Linked DNA regions of Mus musculus: all the other regions are linked to region 2. The links are chromatin contacts, called in public promoter capture Hi-C maps. All regions are on one chromosome and are shown on one strand. Each heading gives the region's core, a stretch centred on a gene start, on an enhancer-like site or on the middle of the called end of the contact. The rest is flanking DNA. Distances are from core to core; before and after follow the strand shown.

Evidence for each region. Promoter capture Hi-C pulls out the DNA fragments that hold promoters and counts their contacts.
Region 1: a contact with region 2 is called in a promoter capture Hi-C map of hippocampal neurons, with 4 times the contacts expected there. The contact joins the promoter of 9330136K24Rik here to the promoter of Zscan10 in region 2. A contact is called at or near these places in 5 of 39 promoter capture datasets (the C10 cell line, cranial neural crest, embryonic stem cells and 2 more), 2 of 115 datasets of contacts at active chromatin or transcription factors (embryonic stem cells and stem cell-derived neural progenitor cells) and 1 of 9 other capture datasets (adipose tissue).
Region 3: a contact with region 2 is called in a promoter capture Hi-C map of liver, with 8 times the contacts expected there. The contact joins the promoter of Zfp948 here to the promoter of Zscan10 in region 2. A contact is called at or near these places in 4 of 39 promoter capture datasets (hippocampal neurons, liver, pre-B cells and 1 more) and 1 of 9 other capture datasets (liver).

Annotation. Positions count from the first base shown.
Region 1 is chr17:21,534,507-21,537,206 of GRCm38.p6, forward strand. 9330136K24Rik (RIKEN cDNA 9330136K24 gene) reads right to left here and starts at 1,372. Exons shown (of 3, transcript NR_131123.1): 1 at 1,317-1,372. Zfp52 (zinc finger protein 52) reads left to right here and starts at 1,033. Exons shown (of 5, transcript NM_144515.2): 1 at 1,033-1,327.
Region 2 is chr17:23,599,541-23,602,240 of GRCm38.p6, forward strand. It overlaps Zscan10 (zinc finger and SCAN domain containing 10), which reads left to right and starts at 1,286. Exons shown (of 7, transcript NM_001289481.1): 1 at 1,286-1,419. It also overlaps a transcript of Zfp13 not described here.
Region 3 is chr17:21,565,651-21,568,350 of GRCm38.p6, forward strand. It overlaps Zfp948 (zinc finger protein 948), which reads left to right and starts at 1,328. Exons shown (of 6, transcript NM_001002008.2): 1 at 1,328-1,595.

The DNA.
Region 1 (2,700 bases), core at 122-2,621, 2.1 Mb before region 2:
AGAGAGAGAGAGAGAGAGAGAGAGTTAGTTCTAGGTTTTATCTCAAAGCACTTTTGGAATCATGAAGACAAACTTGTTTCTGCTTTACTAAAATGACATGTCCGCCATCTAGTGGTGAAAGAAGTTCAATGAAGTATGAATTCAGTCCTGACTGTTGAGGTCTGTCCCTGTAACATAGCTGTAGCCATTTTGTTCCATGCCTGCCAGCTATTTCACATTGTTTCTGTAATATGCCAGTTAGTCATTGACACAGAAAAATAATTTGACTCAGAGCAGGGTCGTGTTCCACATACCCTGTTATCTTCTGTGTGTTCTGAAGTTGGTTAATCTTAAGAACTTTGAAAATTATATGCTCCACTTAGGACCAATCAGAATAAAGGTCAGATAGAACTGCTCTGTCTGGCTAGCAAAAATAGCTTGGGTCAGAGAAAACCACAGGTCAGCACTTCCTGCACCTGCATATGAGCGCATTGTGATTTTTTTCATTCTTAAACCAGTCCTGAGAAGTGTTTGTGGTTGTAGCTCAGCCCCCAAATTCTGATCAGTCTTAGGGTATGCATCCAATTATCTGTCCTTGTCTGACTGAGATCAGGGTTTGTGTGGCATGTAGGGCTACTGCTGGACCCCAACACTGACCACTGAGTTCTTGAGACAACCTCCCCCCTCCCCCAAATCCACGTTCCTGAAAAGTCTCTCTCCAAATCAAAATTGAAGTATTTGGTTTTGGTTTCTCATGTTTGTGTTTTGGGGATGGGACTCTGGCATCCGAATTTAGCCTGTTGTTTGGTATGCAGTATGTGGTGGAGAGGATGATAGTGAGATGGGGATCTTAGGTTGTCTGTTTTGCATCTGAAAGATTCAGAATTCACTATGGGGATCAGATATCGGGGTGCAGGGTCCTACCAGATATAGTTCTGGTCTAGACTGGCTGCAAGAGTGTGGGGAGACTGTGCAGAGCAACCTGAAGGGAAGAGCTGTGGCAGAAAGAAGCCTGAGACAGAGTGGGAGGGGCCGGTCTCCGCTGGGCGGGCCCACTCGCCCAGAAATAGAGGATGGAAGATGTGGTACATTGGCTGGGTGTAGAGGAAGGGTGTAGTGTGGGTGGGATTAGAAGACTGAGGCCAGGGAAGCTAGGAAGCAAGGTGTGTTAGCTTGGGAAGTGGGACTAAAAAGTCAAAGTCTGGAGTGTCAAGAATCCGGTACAAGACTGAGCTGGGGTTGGGGTTGAGGGGTAGAGCGGCTGCACAGTGTGGAATCGCGTGGTGGAGACCTGAGTATGGAGGAAACGGCGGGGCTCGCAGAACCGGAAAACTTACCTATACCGCAGGTACCTTTTGAGCATCCTGGGAGAGTCAGCAGTTTAGCAGCTGGCAGAGGCAGCAGCGGGGGATGGGGGAGAGGAAGTGGGAGTGGGGGTGGGGACAAGGGAGGGAGGCGCTCGAACCTTCCAGGTCCGAGGAGCTGAGGCGGGGCTGGGGAATGGGCAGGAGTGGGAGGGGAGCAGAGCGGGATCAATTTCCCCTCTGATCATAAGGATAACGACTCTCAAAATTGTGCTGTGGATGTCAGACCCTCGTCGATAAATTTTCAGTAATATTAACTGGAATAATACTATTTCTTTTTATTGACCTTCTGGCTGATCTAGTAGAATATTTGAATTTATCAGTTAATATTTGAAAACGCAGCTCTCTTTGCTATGACGGAAAGGACAAAGCTATTGAAATTTACAATCATCCATACTAACTTCCGTATTCTACCACTTCTCTATTTAAGAAAGTGGCATGTGGTGGATTCCCCATGAGCTTTTAGTCACGAAAGGAACTCCTGCAAACTTAAATGAATTTGATTGTACTGTTTGTTGTGAGTTTTACTGGTATGGATGTAAAAATTAAGTTTTAAAAGTAAACTGTCTATCTACTATTAATTTTCCATCGGGAACGTATGCAATCTGTGATGCAAATTGTGAAAAGAGTGGCGCCAGGCTTGGTGACACTCACGTTTTATCTCAGCACTCAGGAGCAAAGGCTATATAGTGAGTTCCAGGACAGCCAGAGCTATATGGTGAGACACTGTCTCAAAAAACAAAACAATAAAAATAATTACAAAAAAAAAAAAAAAAAAGAGGAGGAGAGAATAAATAATGAAGGAAGGAAAGAAGAAAGGAAGAAAGCAAACAATCAAGGAAGGAAAGCCAGCTAAGAAAAAGAAAAAAAAATGTGTCTTCTTGTTGAGGTCTGCCCCATCTCAGAATAGCTGTAGCCATTTTGTTCCATGCATGCCAGCTATTTCAGATTGTTGCTGTAACATGCCTGCCAGTCACTGACACAGAAAAATAACTTGACTCAGAGCAAGGTCATGCTGATCACGTATCCTGTTATGTTCTGTTTGAGGTTTGTTAATCTTAAGAATTTCCACAAAGCCTTACGTAGGACCTATCAAATTAAAGGTCAACATGAACTGTTAGTCTAAAATGGCTTGAGTCAGAGCAGAGCCCTTCCTGCACCTGAATGTGATCTCATTGTGCTTTCTGTTCTTTGGGTTTTTTTCCTCCTTTTATAAGCTTACAGGAAAAGATATTTGTGTAGTTGCTCAGCCCCTGAAGTCTACTACCTGACTTATGAGTCTTAGGTTGTGCCTTCAAAAAACCATCAAGGATCAGATGGCTTACAGAGATCAGGATTTGTTTGTGTGGTTTGTTGG
Region 2 (2,700 bases), core at 36-2,535:
TGCACTCTAGAACGGGGTGGACACTCCAGATAGCACCACTGATTCCCGGAAGGAATCCTCCTCTGTATTTGGGAGCATGTAACTAAGAAAGCCCATCAATGCAAAGGGGAGAGTTTGACTTTAAAGTGGGCTCCAAAGGGTTTGTGGAGGTAACTTCTCCTGAGAGGCGGGGCGAGGCGGAGGGCGCTGTTAGTAGGACAAAGCCACTAGCAGGATTCTGGTGGGGGAGACTTTTAAAAGCTATATGGACTGAGGAACACTCATCTTTATCACATCTTCTTGTCGGTGTATGTTTTAATTTTTTTCTCACTACATTTATTTATTTACTTATTTATAGGTTGGGTGGGGGCACATGTGGAAGTCAGAGGACTACTTGTGGAAGTCAGTGGCCCAGGTTTTTGTTTGTTTGTTTTGAGGCGGGATTTCATGTAGCCCAGTGACTTCAGACTTCATATTAGCTGAAAGAGGCCTGCCTCCATTTCCCAGATGCAGAGATTACAAGTGTGCACGATCATGCCCAATTTTATGATGTGTGCTTCCTGCTTGGCAGGAAAGCATTCTACCAACTGAGATGTATCCCTTTGGTTTTGAGTTTTTGAGACAAGTTCACTCTGTTACACCAAGCCCATCTGGAATTCAGGGCACTCTTCCAGCCTTAGCTGAACCTGGAAAAGATAGCACTGCAGGTGTAAACCATCACACCTGCCTTCTGTCCCCCTCCTTTTCTACTTTGAGACAAGGTCTCACCACGTAACTATAACCTGTAACTCAATATGTAGACCAGGCTGGTCTTGAACTAATAAGAGATCCACCTGCCTCTGCCTCCTGAGTGCTGGAATTAAAGGTGTTTTCCACTCTAATTGACCTATTTTATTTTCTTACAACTGCAGTCTCATCTGTTCCTTGGAATGCAACCCCCACACCCCAAATCCACCTGGGGCAGGGCCTCATTCCTCAGTTTAGCTCCATGTCCTTAGAGCCTGCTGTTTAATAAACATGTAGATAAATATTTGTTGTATGAATGAAAAGCCAAGCAAAGAGGCCTACACACAGCAAGCACGTAAAACAGAAGCTCTTGGCCCCAAAAGGGCATCAGTCTGTCTCCGCGTAGATGGAGAAGCTCTGGCTTAGAGTAACTTAACTCTTACAGAAGCTTGGCAAAGTTAGAATCTGGAGTCATCACTTTTCCCTTGGTTTGTTTCTGGCTCCTCCCTCTTCCTTACCCCACCCAGACTGGGAGGTGAAGGGTTAATTCCTGGAAGCCCCTTTATCCCCTTACCTGAAAGGGATGGGTCAGGCAGGGAACTTCCTGTTCCATTTCCCGGGATTCCTTTCCCAAACTAGGCTACGCTGCCTCTTACCCTGAATTCTCCCAAGGATCCCCAAACATCTCGGCCTCAGGCGTCGGTACCTGGAGTGGTGAGTTGGAGGGCTGGGGTGTAGGCTTACAGCACTGTGGAGAGTGAAGGGTGTTTCGGGGGACCTACTGGTAGGCTGAGAGCTAGAAAAGTCTTGGTTATAATGAGCGGGTAACTCGTGCTGGAGACTCCAAGGCCACACAGCATGATGCATTTGTGGCCTTGGAGACATGAGGGAGGGTCCCAGAAGTGACGATGCCATGCGTTCCTAGCACCAGAAGGGGATCTCTGCCTTAAAAAAAAAAAAAAAAAAAAAAAAAAAAACAAGTTAACAGAGTTGAGCAAGTTAGACTGCTAGCAGAGAAAGGGGGTTATTTCTTGCAGAGGACCACTCTAGCTCCCTAGTGTGTAGGTGGATTTTATAGCAGTACCTACATACAAATTTAGACCGGCCAGATTTCACTAAAGAGCTTTCTCGCCCCACACCCAGCCAACCCCCTACAGAGGTGCATATTAATAGGCCTTTTGTCCTGGAGACCTGGGGGAGGGACAGGCTTTCTAAGGCCTACTTGCCTGAATTCCATCTCTTGGAAACCTCTGGCAAGTCCTCACCTAGAAATTCCAGCTGCTGTGTGGTTAGGCGGGCCTTTGACCAGAATCTAGAATTCTCTCTTTCTTATCTATGCTGTCATACTCCAAGCTAATACTGGCAAAATTTCATGGGGTAGGACGCAAATAGTGGGTTCGGAACCCCATTTCCACTTTAGCAAGCAGTATTGCAGCACCGGGTGAAGCTGTGAGTAAATCACCTTGGACTCTCTGAACCTGTAGGATTAATAGGTTGATCTAGCAAGTGAGTCCGGGCGGGATGAAGTGAGCAGCAGGCAACTGACTGGGCTGCTAAACGCTTGGAACTCACGAGCATCTGCTGCAGAGTGGCCAGAGTGACTTCACTCTCTAATTGTTTTTATTTTTTTAAGGTTTATTTATTTTATATACAGAGGGTTTGTATGAATGTGCATCTGCGCACTATAAGAGGGAACTGGGTCCCACCAACAGTTGGGAGTTGCCATGTGAGTTCTGGGACTTGAAGTCTCATGAGCTCCGGAAAAGCAGCCACGCTCTGAGCCTGGAGCGCCTCCATATCATATTTCATATGCTTCTTCAGACAGCGAAATGCAATGCTGTTTCCTGTGTGTGTGAGCCAGAAATTAGGGCTCGATGTGCTGGCTGGGCACAGGCCCTGAAGATACTACTCCAACCCCTCTTTGTGTTTTTATTTTTGAGAAAGAATCTCACTAAGTTGCCCAAGCCAGCTTTGTACTTCACTTAAGTCCAGGCG
Region 3 (2,700 bases), core at 78-2,577, 2.0 Mb before region 2:
CCTCCCGAGTGCTAGGATCAAAGGTGTGCGCCACCACACCCGGCTTAGCACCAGCTTTTAAACACAGGTACACACAGAGAAACTCTGTCTATAATGAATGGATGAATAAATACCCCCCCCCCTTTTCTATTATTAGATATATCACAAACACAGACACACACACATGACAGCATTGTGTGTTTCTGTGCCCACTTCAAATACTGCCACTCTCACCTCCTACCTCTTCACTATGGTCCACAGTTCCAACAGTCACTCTACTGTGTTCATCTCCATTCATTTTTGCCTGGGATCACTGAGATGAACCAGAGTCATTTGTGAGACCTTGCTGGAGTCTGATGTGCTCAGTATAGGATGACAACTAAAGGCAGTGATTCTTCTACACTCTATCCATAGCCAACATATAGAGAGCTGTTCCACTTCCTAGACTGACTGTGGTCTTGTGTGAGGCCAGTGCAGGGAAGGACAGTTGCTGTTGGTTACTGATTACAATAGTTGTATGGGATCTAGAGGATGGTGTGTCTTAGCCCTTTTCCCTCTTTCCCTTATTTCCTAACCTACTCTTCTTCCTCAGTGTTCCCAGAGCTGGAGTTGTTATAGAGTAACAGACTTTTTTATGACTAGAACCACGTACTTTACTTTTTTTTTTTTTTTTTTTTTTTTGCGACTGGGCTAGCCAAGAGTCTGCATCCACCAGAAATCTGTCATGAGAAAAGAGCCTCGTGAATGACTCACAGAAGACAAATGCCTTTCTGAGTTAGTAAAATGACATCTAGTGGTGAAAGCAGTACAGTGCGGGATGACTTCAGCCCTATGCTGATGACAAAACGATGACTACTGACTTCTTTAGACACCTTTCTTTTTTTTTTTCAAAATCCAAGTTCTTTGAATGTCTGTACCATAGTCAAATTTTCAGAATTTGGTATTGGCTTCCTATGTTTGTGTGTTGGGAATGGGACTCTGGCTTCTCAAGTTAGCCTGTTATTGTTTGGTATGAAGTATGTGTCCTAGAGGCTAGTTTTAGGCTATTTTGCATCTAAAGGATTCAGTACCCAGGATGGGGATCAGATACCGGGGTGCAGCGTCCTATTAGGCCCAGTTCTGGTCTAGGCAGACAGTGGCCACTGGGAGGCTGTGCATAGCGGGTCCGAAGCAGCCTGACAGCTGGAGCTGTATGGCAGGAAGCCTGAGACAAAGTGGGAGGGACGTGTTCGCGGGGCAGGGATATTCACCCAGAAACATGGTGGAAGGTTGTTAGACATTAGGTGGGGGTGGAAAACATAGTGTTCCGAGTGGGAGGAGTATTCCCAGTGGGAGGAGTTAGGGCAGTGACGTGAACGGAAGCTGGAAACTGGGTGTGGGAGGCTGGAAACGTGGGACGAAGAACCAGAAGTGTCAAGGACCTGTCAGGTCCAGAGCTCGCGGCCCTGCCCCGTGGGGAATCGCGTGGTTCAGACCTGGGGTCAGAGGACACAGAGGACTTCGTGGGAAGCTAAAACTCCAGGCAGCCGCGGGTGCCTTGCGGGGCATCCTGGAGGAATCAGCAATCAGTCGCAAAGCGGCGAGAACCGGAGCCAGGCGGCCCTGGAACCGCCCAGGTCAGAGGAGCTGTGGGGTTGGAAAAGGGCGGGAAGGGAACAGGGTGTGATCGGTTTGTCTTCTGCTTCTAAGGAACCTGGCTCGGGAATTCTGCTGTAGATGTCTTTCTTCCCTTGTCGAGAACTTTTAGCTCACATAAATCGGACTAATCCTGTTTTTTTTTTTTTTTTTTTTTAAATTGACTTCTGAATGCCAAATGTTCCTATTAGAATACTGTAGTAGAATATTTGAATTTATGTATTGATTTTTGAAAACCAATTCTGTTTGTTCAGGTTAAAAGGAAAAAGCTCTTGAAATTTACATTCATTCACTCTAACTGGCCTGTTTTACCAGGAGACTTACAGTGACTTGGCATCCCCGGATATCTTTTAGATACTATATATAAAGGAGTGGTTGCAAATAATCTGAAAGAATATTTTATTTTTGCAAATTACATAGGTATGGTTGTGAACATTAACATTTATAAGTAAACTTTTATTTCTCATTATTAATTTATTTACTTTACACTTCTATCGCAAACACCACCCCTCCCCCCACTTCCTCTCCTCCCAGTCCATTCCTCCTGCTTCTCCTCCACCAATTTCCTCCTCCATTTCTCCTCAGAGAAGGGGAGGAGTCCAGTGGCTCAGCCAGTCTAGTTGCAGTAGGACTAGGCTTATCTACCATTGAGGCTAGACAAGACTGCCCAGTTGGAAAAGGAATCCAAAGGCAGACAACAGAGTCAGAGACAGGCTCTGCTCCAGTTGTTACAGGGCCCACATGACAACTAAGCTGCACATCTGTTACAGTTCACAGTTAGAAAGGACATTATAAGCACAAATCTTTAATCCCTATCTTGGGAAACAGGCAGGTAGGTCTAGAAGATCCTTGTCATCCTGGTATACAGACATGGTTTAAGGACAGTCAGGGCTATGGAGAAATCCCGTCTATTGGAAACGGGAGAAGAAAAATGAAAACACGAATGAAACGTATTGTTGTAAACTATAAAACTATAAAGCGTCTTTTGAAAAATTAACTCTTCTATATTAGAAAAATGTCAATAGTAGTCTTTTGTCTCCTTTCTAGTAAAGGACTCTATGGACATACAACCAAACTGTAATTTTT